Linked DNA regions of Sus scrofa: all the other regions are linked to region 2. A link is a contact called in public Hi-C data. All regions are on one chromosome and are shown on one strand. Each heading gives the region's core, a stretch centred on a gene start, on an enhancer-like site or on the middle of the called end of the contact. The rest is flanking DNA. Distances are from core to core; before and after follow the strand shown. Region 1 holds the start of KHSRP (far upstream element-binding protein 2). Region 2 holds the start of TRIP10 (cdc42-interacting protein 4). Region 3 holds the start of TUBB4A (tubulin beta-4A chain).

Region 1 (3,786 bases), core at 164-2,663, 240 kb before region 2:
TTGGAACACATGTTACATTTTAAACACACAAACAGCAACTTCAAATAAATCCCAACAAATTTAAAACCAGAGTCTGCTGGTGGGATTATTACAAATGTTCCAAAAAAACACAAACCATAAACTGAGGATCTATCTTTTCACCTCTTCATTTTTTTAAAAAAACAATTTGAGCCAAAGCTCTTGGGATGCCCAGATGTGGCCTTATCCCACTCCAACAGACAGCACCAACTCCCCAAGTTATAGCTGCTTCTCAATCAAGACAGTAATGGGGTGGGCAACCAGATCAATTGCACTATTCCACTTCAGAGGTGAAAGACACAGACCACACTGGGAGGGGAACAGGGCGTTCACCTAACGGGACCTCCCACCCTGTCCTGGAGGCAGTGGGACGAACCCTGAGTGAGAAAGCACTCAATGGCCTGAGCCAGGTCTGCTTCCTGAAAGGGCGGCAAAGTGCTGCCTTTCTATGGGCCTCCTCCCCTCAGACTGTGGGGAGGCCGAGAATGGGGCCAGGGAGGTCAGTCCGACAAGCATGTGACCCCCCTGTGTAGTCATCATGCCCCTAAACACAGTGGTGGGACCCTTCCCCTCTTTCCCCAAGACAAACCAAGCTTTCGAGCCACCAGAAGCATCAAAAAGACCAGCTCCTATGCCCACCCTCCCCATTTCATCTAAGTGCTTGGCCACTCTTTGGTAGCCAAAGGGTCCTCCTTCCACTTTCTGGGCTCAAAAGGAAAGACTTTTCCCCCACCAAAGTCCCTCCTTCTCGGGGAGCAGGCAGGGCTCTTTGCCCTCAAGGGAGATGGGGGCAGAGTTAGATCTTCTCCCTGGGAAGACGGACCCTTGCTTCCAGAAGTGGAGCTTGGGGTGGTGGGGGGAAGTCCACTAAGTGAGTCCCCGCGCTCCCGAGCCCCTGCACACCCAGGGGCCGCTCTGGGTGACCCCCCGGACGACCCTTCCTCCTGCAGGGGGTCAACCTGAGGGGGGGGCACTCCAGACGTCGGGGGAGGCCCAGGCCCCCACCTACCGCCCCACGTGACCTCGCGGCGGCCCCGGCCCCCCCCTCGCCTCGCGACCCCGCGCGCGCGCGCACGTGACCCCGCCCCCTCCCCCGCCCGCCCGCGCGCGCGCCCCTCAGGCCCGCGGCCTCCTCACCTGGCGGGCCCGCTGCACCGCGTCGGCGAAGGCGTCCTTGCGGATCCCCGGGCCGCCCCCGCCAGGCGGCTGCGAGGGGCCCCCGGCCGACCCCCCGCCCGGGCCGCCGCCTCCAGGGCCGCCGCCACCCCGGTCCCCCGCGCCCGGCGGGCCCGGCGGAGGGCCTCCCCCGGCGCCCCCGGCTCCTCCGGATCCCCCGCCCCCGCCGGCAGGTGGCGGCGGCCCGGGCGGGGGTCCTCCCGTGCTGTAGTCCGACATGGCGCGGCGGGGCCGGGCCTGGCGCGGAGGCTGAAGCTGAGGAGGAGGCGGCGGCAGCGGCGGCTCAACGCGGGAACAAGGCCTCGCTCCACACGGCCGCGGAGCACTCTGGGAACCCAGCGGCTGGGAAGACGACGAGGAGGGAGAGGGACGCCCCTCCCGACGCCGGCTTGATGGACGGTGCCGCAGGGCCAATGGGAGGTGGCCGCCGCTCCCAGGACCCCAATCGCAGGCTCTGGAGGCTAGCGGCCAATCGGAGTTCCGCGAGAGGCAGTGGGCGGGAGGCGCCGCGAGATCGACAGCTCTCGGAGGCAATGGGCTGCGGGTTGCCGGCACTGGGCGGGCAAATCGAAGCGATCCGAGAAGGCTGGAGGCCCAATGAAGCGGGAGTTCCAGAATCGCGGGGCGGCTTCAGAACCGGATTGACGGCTCCGAAGAGTCAAGTGGACAGGAAGGAGGGGCCTGGCGAAAGGGTTCTTTTGAACGGGCTGGGCAGGAGCCGGGTGAGATAGTCAGGTACGCAAGCCAATAAGTACACAGGAAAGGCGGTTCTTGTAGAGATTGGCAGTCATCCTAACCCAGTCTCTGACGGGTTCTGTGTGATGGGCTTGCATTTAGGGAGGATTACTTTCCCTGTTAACCAGAATCCTTTTCTAGTCGTGTCTTCTAAGCCAATCGCTGAGCGCCGGGGGCGGGTGTAAGGTGACTGACTCTGTTCGGGACAAACGGTAATGAAGGAAATAAAGGTGCCTGGTTTTGGTGGGAGCCAGTGGAAGCGCAGCTGCATTGGGGCGGAGCTGGCCACCAAGCGGCGGGAGGGGATTAGCCAGAGCCGAAGTGAATGGCAGCCAACGTGGGCACTGGCGATCGGCTGGCGGAATTCAGGCCTGTCGTCTGGGTTAGCGCCCTAGGAGCCTAGCTGGGGAGGCCAGGCACGTGGCCTGCTTGAGGCCTCGGTGACGGGTGCCTCAGGGGGTGGGGTGGCCCGAGAGCAAGAGGAAATCCGTTGATGCTCTGTACCTACCTCCTTCTCCTCTCTCCACCCGGGGATCTTAGAGCTTCCACTTCTCTTTCAGGACTCGGAACCAGCTCCCCTCCTGAACTCAAGGGTCGAGGGCCTTTGGTTCCCTCCCAGGACCCAGGGATCCTAGATTCTAACTCCATACTCCACAGTCGCTTCACATAAGGTCCTTGGATATGAACTCCAGGCTCTGATCCCAGGCCCCTCAGTTTCTCTCCTGGACCCAAGGCATCGTCGGGGCTTCAGTTCCCATTCAGAACGGAGGGGCCCATAATACCTGCCCCTCCTCCAAATCCCAGGGGTCCCATATGTCCAGCTCCTCTCTTGGGCCCAGATATTGGAAGCACCCAGCTTCCTCTTAGACTCAGGGTATTCCAGGTCCGCAGGTTACACCATGGAGCCAGGTATCCAGGTCCCCAGCTGCCCTCCTGGACCCAGGTATCCCAGACACGAACAGCAGAAACCATCTCTTTATTCCTGGTTGTCTCTACATTCACCCTTTTGCCTTGGAAGCAGAACAAGTAACAACCAGACAAAGTGGACTCCAGATTAGTCCCAGGCTGCACCCTGGGGAGGAGGCCCCAGGAATCTTCTGACCCAGGCCCCGAGCCTACTTCTGACAAAAAATGCCCTGAGTCCCAAGCCTGGAGGAAGGACTCTTTGGAGCCAGGGGACACTGGATCCTCCTGTCCATTTCTGCCCAGGGCATGTTGCCTAGCTCACTGCTTACACATCCAGGGTCTTCTTCATGGCTTCATATACCACGTAGCTGATACCACCTGCTGGCAACACCTTCAGCAATGTGGGGGTCATGCCTCGGTACAGCCCTGGCCAGCCCTGCTGGGCCAGGATCCTCTGGAAGACTCCACACATGGTGGGGTTCGTACCCTCCGCAGTGTCTGCAGGGACAGGGGCAAGCTAAGAGCCAGGGGCCAGAGATGATTTGGCCTCCTGGGGGCGGGGCTGGAATTTTGGGGAATGGGGAGTGAAGTCAGGAGCAGGGGATCTGGGTGTTAGTTCGAAAGAAGTTTGGAAGAAGAGTTCCTGCTGGATCAGTGGTGTCTCTGGAACACTGGGACCCAGGTTCAGTCTCCAACCCAACACAGTGGTTTAGGGATCCAGCATCGCCACAGCTGCAATGTAGATCATAGCTTTGGCTTGATCTGATCCCTGGCCCAGGAATTCCTGTGTCCCGATTCGGCCAAAAAAGAATTAAAAACGAAAAAGAAGAAGTTTGGAAGCTTTTAGAGGAAATTGGCCAGTTTGGGTAGAGTGAGGGGCAGGAATTTTCATGATTTTTATTTTCTTTTTAGGGCCACACCTGCAGCATGTGTAAGTTTCCAGGCTAGGGG
Region 2 (3,552 bases), core at 486-2,985:
GGGAGCCTTCAATAAACTACATTTCCCAGTATCCCTAAGGACGGACTTCCCCTTTGTACCCCAGGGATGTGGCTCCCAGCCAAAGTTCAGGCTTTTGGTAAACACATGCATTTGCTGAAGCCTATCTTCTCTCCTAATCTTCCTGATCCACGGAGAGGCCAAAACCTAGCCCCAAGCTAAATCTTGACCCTTGGGTGACCTATGATCCCAGGCTGAATTCCCAGCCTTAGGTGGACGCTTCTATCCTGGAGTGAGGCAACTGGAGGCTCACCCCCAGGTTCCAGGCTAGTCTTGTCTCAGGCTGAGCCCTGACCTCAGCCTGAAACCCTGACTCCCCCACCCGTTTTTACCCTCAACCTATACCTGGTTGAGCTTCCACCTGGACTGAGCTCTGACCTCAGATTAGGACTAACCCCTGACTTCAGATAAGGACTGATCCCTGGACCTCAGTCTGAATCTGAGGCCTTCATTTGGGTGGCTGACCCTTCTGCTAAGGCTCTGATCCCAGACCCTATCCCAACTGTGATGAGGACTTGAGATCAATCCCAATTTCAGTTAGAGGTTGAGACCCTACTCTCAGGCTGAGCAACTGAGTCCCAGATCCCAGGCCGAGGTCCTGACTGAGTTCCTGATCCTTTAACCTCTGGAACACAGGTCCACTTTACAATTTCAGGTTTTCTAACTCACAAGCCACCAGCAGGTGGGGCCAGGTCCCCGTAGAGCCATCTGTCCCAGTGTGGGCTCCTGGAGCTATCCTCCTGGGCTTCCCACCTGTGTACAGGGAGCCTGCGGACTCAGAGCCTAACCTGCCCTGGGGGCTCGGGGCCCCCAGCCCCAGCAGGGCGGCTGTCACCTCTGTAGCCAAAGAGAAAGCACCTAAAGCAGGAGAGGATGAAAGAGGTTGCTGCAGAGATTTCTCCCCTTTTATCCCAGTGCCTCAAAGGAATTAACAAGGTGTGAACAGACTTTTATGAGAGGCGACGGACTTCCAAGCCCCAGGGCAAGGGGGTTGGAGGGGAGAAAGGAGACATTGTCGGAATCCTAGGATTTGGAGACTTTTAAACCTGATTGGGCCTTAATGCATGCGACTGGAAAATGGGCAGGTGCAAGTACGAACCGAACCGGACAGCAGATGGGGAAAGGCTTGGGCCCAGCGCCCCAAGGACAACCCGTCCTCAGTTTCCCGGCGCAGACTTTGGAGAGAGAGGCAGGATGCGGTGGGGGCGCTAATGGACCCGGTCTTGGCCGAGGCACATCCTAGGCAGGATCGAAATCCTCCCATCCGCTCTGCGGCCGGAGGGACTAGGCCATTAGTGGGACAAGCATAGCCGTCTGGAGCCGGGCCGGCCCGCAAGAGCCGGGTGACCTCAAGTTCTCCCTGCGACGGGGTCGAGGAAGGACCTCGTGAGTTGGGATTTTAGTGTCTTGGCCCTTTAAGGAATAGTTGAAAGAAAAGAGGAAAGGAAAAACAGACTAGGGCGGGGGCAAGGGTTGGGAGGACAAGAGGGTCCCAGGGGATTTGGAAAATGGGTGGGGGTCCTTTAAAGGGGTCGGTCCAGTGGCGTCGGGTGGCGACGGTCCTTTAAGAGGGGGCGGGGCGTCCTTCGGGCCCCGCCTCCTTGTGAGCCCCCACCTTCCGTGGGCTATGCGGGGGCTCCGTGCGGGGGCGTGGCTGAGTCTATGGGGGCGTGACGGAGTCTGGAGTGGGCGTGGCCTTAGCGGGGCGGGGCCGGGCTCACCGCCCTGGGCTGAGTCTCCCGGCCGCTTACGGCGGACGGCGGGCGGCGGGCGTCGGGCGGCGGGGACCGGGTGCGGCGGTTGCGTCGGCATAGGCGAGAGCAGCATGGATTGGGGCACCGAACTGTGGGTGAGTCCGATCCTCCCTGCTCCAAGTTCTTCCCTTCCTGGGGTCCAGACCCCCGCTTTGCCCCCTGCAGTACCCCAGCGGGGATTCTGCGCTTTCCCTTCCACCGACCCCTGGAAACCCCGCTCTCCGCCCTCATTCGGAGTTTCCCAGGGCGTTTCGGGACTCCGGGGAGCAGAGGGCCACCTTGCAGGAGCGGCGTAGGGAAACTGAGGTACGGGGTTGAATCAGGAGGGCAAAAGAAGTTCTAGGACCAGGCCGGGGCGGCTGGGAGAGGTCACCTATTTTGAGCGCCCTGGCTGGGCCGGCGGCTTATCTTACGGCCCCTGGGTCCCTGCCCGCCGTCCGCCTGTCCGGCCTGGGCGGGGGAGGGGACCCTCTGGCCACTTACAGCCCCACGTGGGACCTGGAAGTCCAGACCGCCCTTTCGTCTCCTCTAATCTACTACTAGGGGCTTGGGACGCCGTAGGGGGGAGGGGGCTGCGAGGATCGGCCTCGCAGCCCCCTCCCCCAGCCCGCCCCGGGCCCTGGGAGGGGAAGCCACCCGAACGCCTCAAACCTTTGCTCTGGAAGCCCCAGGAATTTTTCCCCCTCTCCTAGCCGGGATATATGACCCCTCCTCTTTCTGGGGTGGTGGTAATCCTGGGTTCCTGGGCGCCCTGGGGTAACTAGATAGCCCCTCGTGCCAACTCTGGGATTTCTTTTGGAGGTGCAGTGGAGTCAGTGAGGGAAACCAAGTCACCCCTCGGGGGGGACCCGCGGAAGCATGGCGACCGGGAGAACCTGGTGCCTGCTCTCTGGCCGTTCTGGGGGCCCCCCAAGCTGCGGGGAACCCTGTCCCTCTGGCCCTGACTCACGCCGGGCCGGCCGGATTTTCCGGAATCTGGGGGGGATTAGGGGAGCCGGGGCAGGGGGAGTGGCCTTGCCCCATTCCACACCCCTGTTGGACGTCTGGAGAGGGGACACTGTAGTCCGGCTGGGGCCCCGCCCCTGTTCCCTGGCCCTTCCTGGGAAGGGGAGGGGGTTCCCGCCGGTTTCCTGCTTCCCCCCACCCCACGCCGCTCCGGGGCGGGGCCGGGAAGCCACTCCTTCTGGGAGCTCAGAGCTTGGAGGCTCCCCTGGGCCAGGTCAGCGGGCTGTGGGGTCCCAAAGTCTTGATCCCGGTCCTCCCAATCCCCCGCTAGGATCAGTTTGAGGTGCTTGAGCGGCACACGCAATGGGGTCTGGACCTGTTGGACAGATATGTGAAGTTCGTGAAAGAGCGGACGGAGGTGGAGCAGGCTTATGCAAAGCAGCTGCGGTGAGACCCTAGGGTGGCCGCGCCCTGGGCTTCGGGGGAGCGGTTGGAGGGCTGGGGGCTCAGTCTTCCTGCCTCTCTCCGTAGGAGCCTGGTGAAAAAATATCTGCCCAAGAGACCTGCCAAAGATGACCCTGAATCCAAGTAAGAATGAAGAGGGGAGGCAGAGTTAGATTTGGGAGGACTGGGGTATTGGATCCTTTTCCTCTCCCTCCATTTGGGCCACCCAAGCACTCCTGGCTTCTCCACCCAGTTCCACTTAGAGGTATGAGCTGGGAACCAGGAACCGTATTACCTGGGTTGGAATTCAAAATCCACTACTTTCTAGCTGAACTGCTTTGGGCAGTTGACTCCAGTTCTCCGCCTCCATTTTTCTTGCCTATTAAATGGG
Region 3 (3,675 bases), core at 143-2,642, 180 kb before region 2:
CAGCATCCTGTCCCTCCCCACCCCCACTCCTGCAGGTGCACCCCCACTCCTTACCTGTGGCCTCATTGTAGTAGACGTTGATCCTCTCCAACTGCAGGTCGCTGTCCCCGTGGTATGTGCCAGTGGGATCAATGCCATGCTCATCACTGATCACCTCCCAAAACTAGATGGGTGATGGTGGCAAGGACCAAGTAAGGGGAAACCGGTGGCCAGGTCTGCCCCCATCTCCATCGTCTGCTCTCAGGACCCGCAACCACTTTCTAGCTGTCTACCTGTCCCTCAGCAAGGTGAATGGGGACATAAGGCATAGTGGGGAGGCAAGGATGAGGCAGCAAGAAGGGAGAGGTGGGGGCAGGGTGAAGCAGAGTCACCACCCCAGCCTAGCGGGCTGGTGTCAGCACTCCCTGGCCGCTGCCTCGGGGAGGGGCGGGATCTCTTTGTGCGTGTGGAGGGCATGGGGGGCCAGCTGTGAAGCCAGCTGCGGCAAGCGGACCGAAGGCTAGGGCCCCACCCCCACCGGCCTCTTTGTTCCCAGCTTGGCCCTGCCCCCCGCGTCCCTCCCCCACCGTCCCTGGGGTGCTGGCCTCCTGGGTGACCGGTCCCCCCGCCCAAAGACCCGCGGCGGAGGAGCTCTGCGGAGCTCGGCAGACCGCACTCCACATTTCTCGGCATCGGCATCGTCCTCGGCCCGGGTCCCCTGCACACCTTGGCTCCGATCTGGTTGCCGCACTGGCCGGCTTGCAGGTGCACGATCTCTCGCATGATGGTGGCCCTGGCGGTGGTCGAGGCGGTGGTGGCGAGGGTTCTGGTAACTGCGGTGGCGGGGCTGAAGGTGGATGCGGCGGCGGTGGCGACGGCGAAGCTCGGTCCCTGCGCCCCCCCAGGCGCCTCTATATGAGCAGGCGGGGCTCGCGTCACGGCCGGTCACTGGCCCGCTCCGCCCCCTGGTCCCGCCCCGGGACCGAGGGTGCTGGAATGGATGGAGAGATCCTTCTCGATCCCCCTCCCCTGCCTCCTGGAGACCTCCCGGGCCCGGGGCTGAGACGCGAGGTGGCCCTGTGCGACCCCACCCCGGGCGGTGGGGGCGAAGCTCCTCAGACGCCGTCAGTACCATCTGCCTCCCCCACCCCTCTCCAAGCCGGGCCTGGCGATCCGGGTCTTGCGGGGATGGGTCGAGGGTGGAGAGGGAGAGCGAGCGTCCAGTAAACAAGCCGCGGGGAGATCCTGCTTCTCCCTCTTCCTCCAAGCGGCCCTGCCTCAGTTTCTCTGTCCCAGGCCTCCTTCCCCATTCCATTTAGTGCCTTCGCTTTAACTGGGAGGGCTCCTAGCCGGGCCGAGCTGGGCGCTCCGGAGTAGCCATCTGTTTGGGGAGGTTGGGGGCGGTCAGTTCCTGCCGGACTGATCTTGTAATTGTGTAGTAAGTAAAACCCCGATTTTCCTTCCATGTTTGACTAGGGAGACTTGCAGAAACTGATGGAGGTTTGGGGGAGGGTACTGTGCGCTCCCCCTGGACACCTCTCTTGGGCTTTGGATCTGTTGCACGTGGGGTCACCCTCAGCTTTGCCTGGGGTGGAACAGCAAAGATTAAGATTTACAGCTGGATTACCTATTGGGGGGAGGGTGTAAAGGATCCCTGGGGGACTTCCTTGCTCCCGCCCAGATTAAAACCTCTCTGCTCCATTGTTCTAATTCATTACAATGCATTGTTCTAATTCATTGCAAAATCCCTGCCTTTGCATTTCTAATTAGTCTCTGACCTTACACTGGCTACTTTGCCTCTCCGTAGCTGAATTTACTGCAAGATGGGGAGTCAAGAATGCCTGACCTCAAAAAAAAAAAAAAGAATGCCTGGCCCCCAGGTGGTTGGGAGGATCCAAGAGAGGGCCCAGTTCACAGCAGAATGGCCCCAGTTTCCCCTCAATAAATTGTAGCTATTAGTATTACAATGATTATGACTGTAATACTGGGCAAGACATCCTGTGCTGCCCCGAAAGTGAAGGTCAGACCTCTTGTGGCCACCTTCTTTTGGCAGCCTCCGCCTCAGGGGTCGAGGAAGCCTCCTCTTTATCCTCCATGGCTTCTGGCTACTGTGGGGTGGGGGTGGGGTTAGTCAGGTCTGCTGTATGGCTGGCACCTCACTTTCTTACCAGTGGTTTCTTTTTTTAAATGATTTTTATGTTTTCCATTATAGCTGGGTTACAGTGTTCTGGCAATTTTCTACCGTACAGCAAAGTGACCCAGTCACACATACATGTATACATTCTTTTTCTCACATTATCGTCCATCACACCCCATCATAAGTGACTAGATATAGTTCCCAGTGCTATACAGCAGGATCTCATTGCTTATCCATTCCAAAGGCAATAGTTTGCATCTGTTGCCAGTGGTTTTTAATTTTGTGGTTCTCAGCTGGGAGCAGTTCTGCCCCAGGGGGACACTTGACAGTGTCTGGAGGCAGGGTTGTTGTTTTTTTTTTCCCCCCAGCCACACCTTGCACATATAAAAGTCCCCTGGGTCAGGGATTAAACCCGTGCCACTGCAGTGACCCACCCCACAGTAGTGACAACACCAGATCCCTAGCCTGCTAGGTGGTCGGGGAACTCCCCGGAGACATTTTTTTTTTTAAAACTCAATGAATTTTATTACATTTATGCCTGGAAACATTTTAAAATGATCTTTATTTTTTCCATTATAGTTAGTTCACAGTGTTCTGTCAATTTTCTTCTGTACAGCAAGGTGACCCAGTCAAATATACATTCTTTTTCTCCCATTATCCTCCATCATGCTCCATCATAAGTGACTAGATATAGTTCCCAGTGCTATATAGCAGGATCTCATTGCTTATCCACTCCAAAGGCAATAGTTTGCTGGAGACATTTTTGATCATTACATCTTGGGGATGTTACTGGCATCCAGTGGGTGGAGCCTAGGGATATTGCTCAACATCCTGCAGTGCACAGGACTGTTTCTGCAGCAGAGAATTATCTGGCCCCAAAGATCATTGGCCGAAGCCACGGTAGAGAAACCTGATTTAGACTTATGAGGTTATCACCCAGTGCAAATGTTAAAATTGATCTCTGAGACACACAGTTCCTGGATTGCAGTAGGAGGTCCACTAACCCATGTTAACATCAAAACAAATTCAGAGACTCTGTATGGCATTTAAATTTTTTTTTAAATATCAAGAGTCATAAAAACACTTATGTTTTTATGGAAGGCCCTGCTGGGAGGGGCTGACTTAGGACTCAGCCCCAGAAAAATGGGGTTTCCTGTGTCACCTCCTAGGGTGATTTGGGGTGAGGGCTGAACTCCACAGAGGTGGGGCTTCTTGGATTAGCCCATCTGGGAAGGGATAGTTCCCTGGCAAGACGAGGCCCTGCAGGGGGTGGGTGACTCTGATCTTTCTCTGCATCGGGACAGCTCTTGGGCTTCCTGAGGATGCTCAGGGGAAGAATCCATAGAGGGGAAAGGGGGATGAAGTTGAGGAGCAGGGGACAGGCAGCCTTCTAGCACCTGGAGCTTCTGGGATCTGGCATTGCCAGAGAGGTAGAAAGCCTGCAGGGATGGAGTGGGAGGGGTTGGGGTGAGCTGACCTCACTGACACCCCTTGGCCACTCCCTCCCGTCTGGCCTCTCCTGGACTCCCGACCTGGCAGATGAGAAGTGCCAGGTGTAC

Evidence for each region. A called contact is a pair of places that touch in the nucleus more often than the background predicts.
Region 1: a contact with region 2 is called in a Hi-C map of liver, with 5 times the contacts expected there. The contact joins the promoter of KHSRP here to the promoter of TRIP10 in region 2. A contact is called at or near these places in 2 of 5 promoter capture datasets (fetal liver and liver), 5 of 47 Hi-C or Micro-C datasets (heart right ventricle, liver, retroperitoneal adipose tissue and 1 more) and 1 of 2 datasets of contacts at active chromatin or transcription factors (alveolar macrophages).
Region 3: a Hi-C map of blood shows a contact between it and region 2, with 1.8 times the contacts expected there. The contact joins the promoter of TUBB4A here to the promoter of TRIP10 in region 2. A contact is called at or near these places in 17 of 47 Hi-C or Micro-C datasets (adipose tissue, alveolar macrophages, blood and 11 more) and 2 of 2 datasets of contacts at active chromatin or transcription factors (alveolar macrophages and skeletal muscle).

What each region holds. Positions count from the first base shown.
Region 1 is chr2:72,654,578-72,658,363 of Sscrofa11.1, reverse strand. It overlaps KHSRP (far upstream element-binding protein 2), which reads right to left and starts at 1,413. Exons shown (of 20, transcript XM_021083987.1): 1 at 1,156-1,413. The coding sequence starts at 1,413. SLC25A41 (solute carrier family 25 member 41) reads right to left here. Exons shown (of 7, transcript XM_021083988.1): 7 at 3,124-3,333. The coding sequence ends at 3,161.
Region 2 is chr2:72,414,329-72,417,880 of Sscrofa11.1, reverse strand. It overlaps TRIP10 (cdc42-interacting protein 4), which reads left to right and starts at 1,735. Exons shown (of 15, transcript XM_005654730.3): 1 at 1,735-1,867; 2 at 3,049-3,164; 3 at 3,249-3,305. The coding sequence starts at 1,844.
Region 3 is chr2:72,596,961-72,600,635 of Sscrofa11.1, reverse strand. TUBB4A (tubulin beta-4A chain) reads right to left here and starts at 1,392. Exons shown (of 4, transcript XM_003480812.4): 1 at 706-1,392; 2 at 55-163. The coding sequence starts at 762.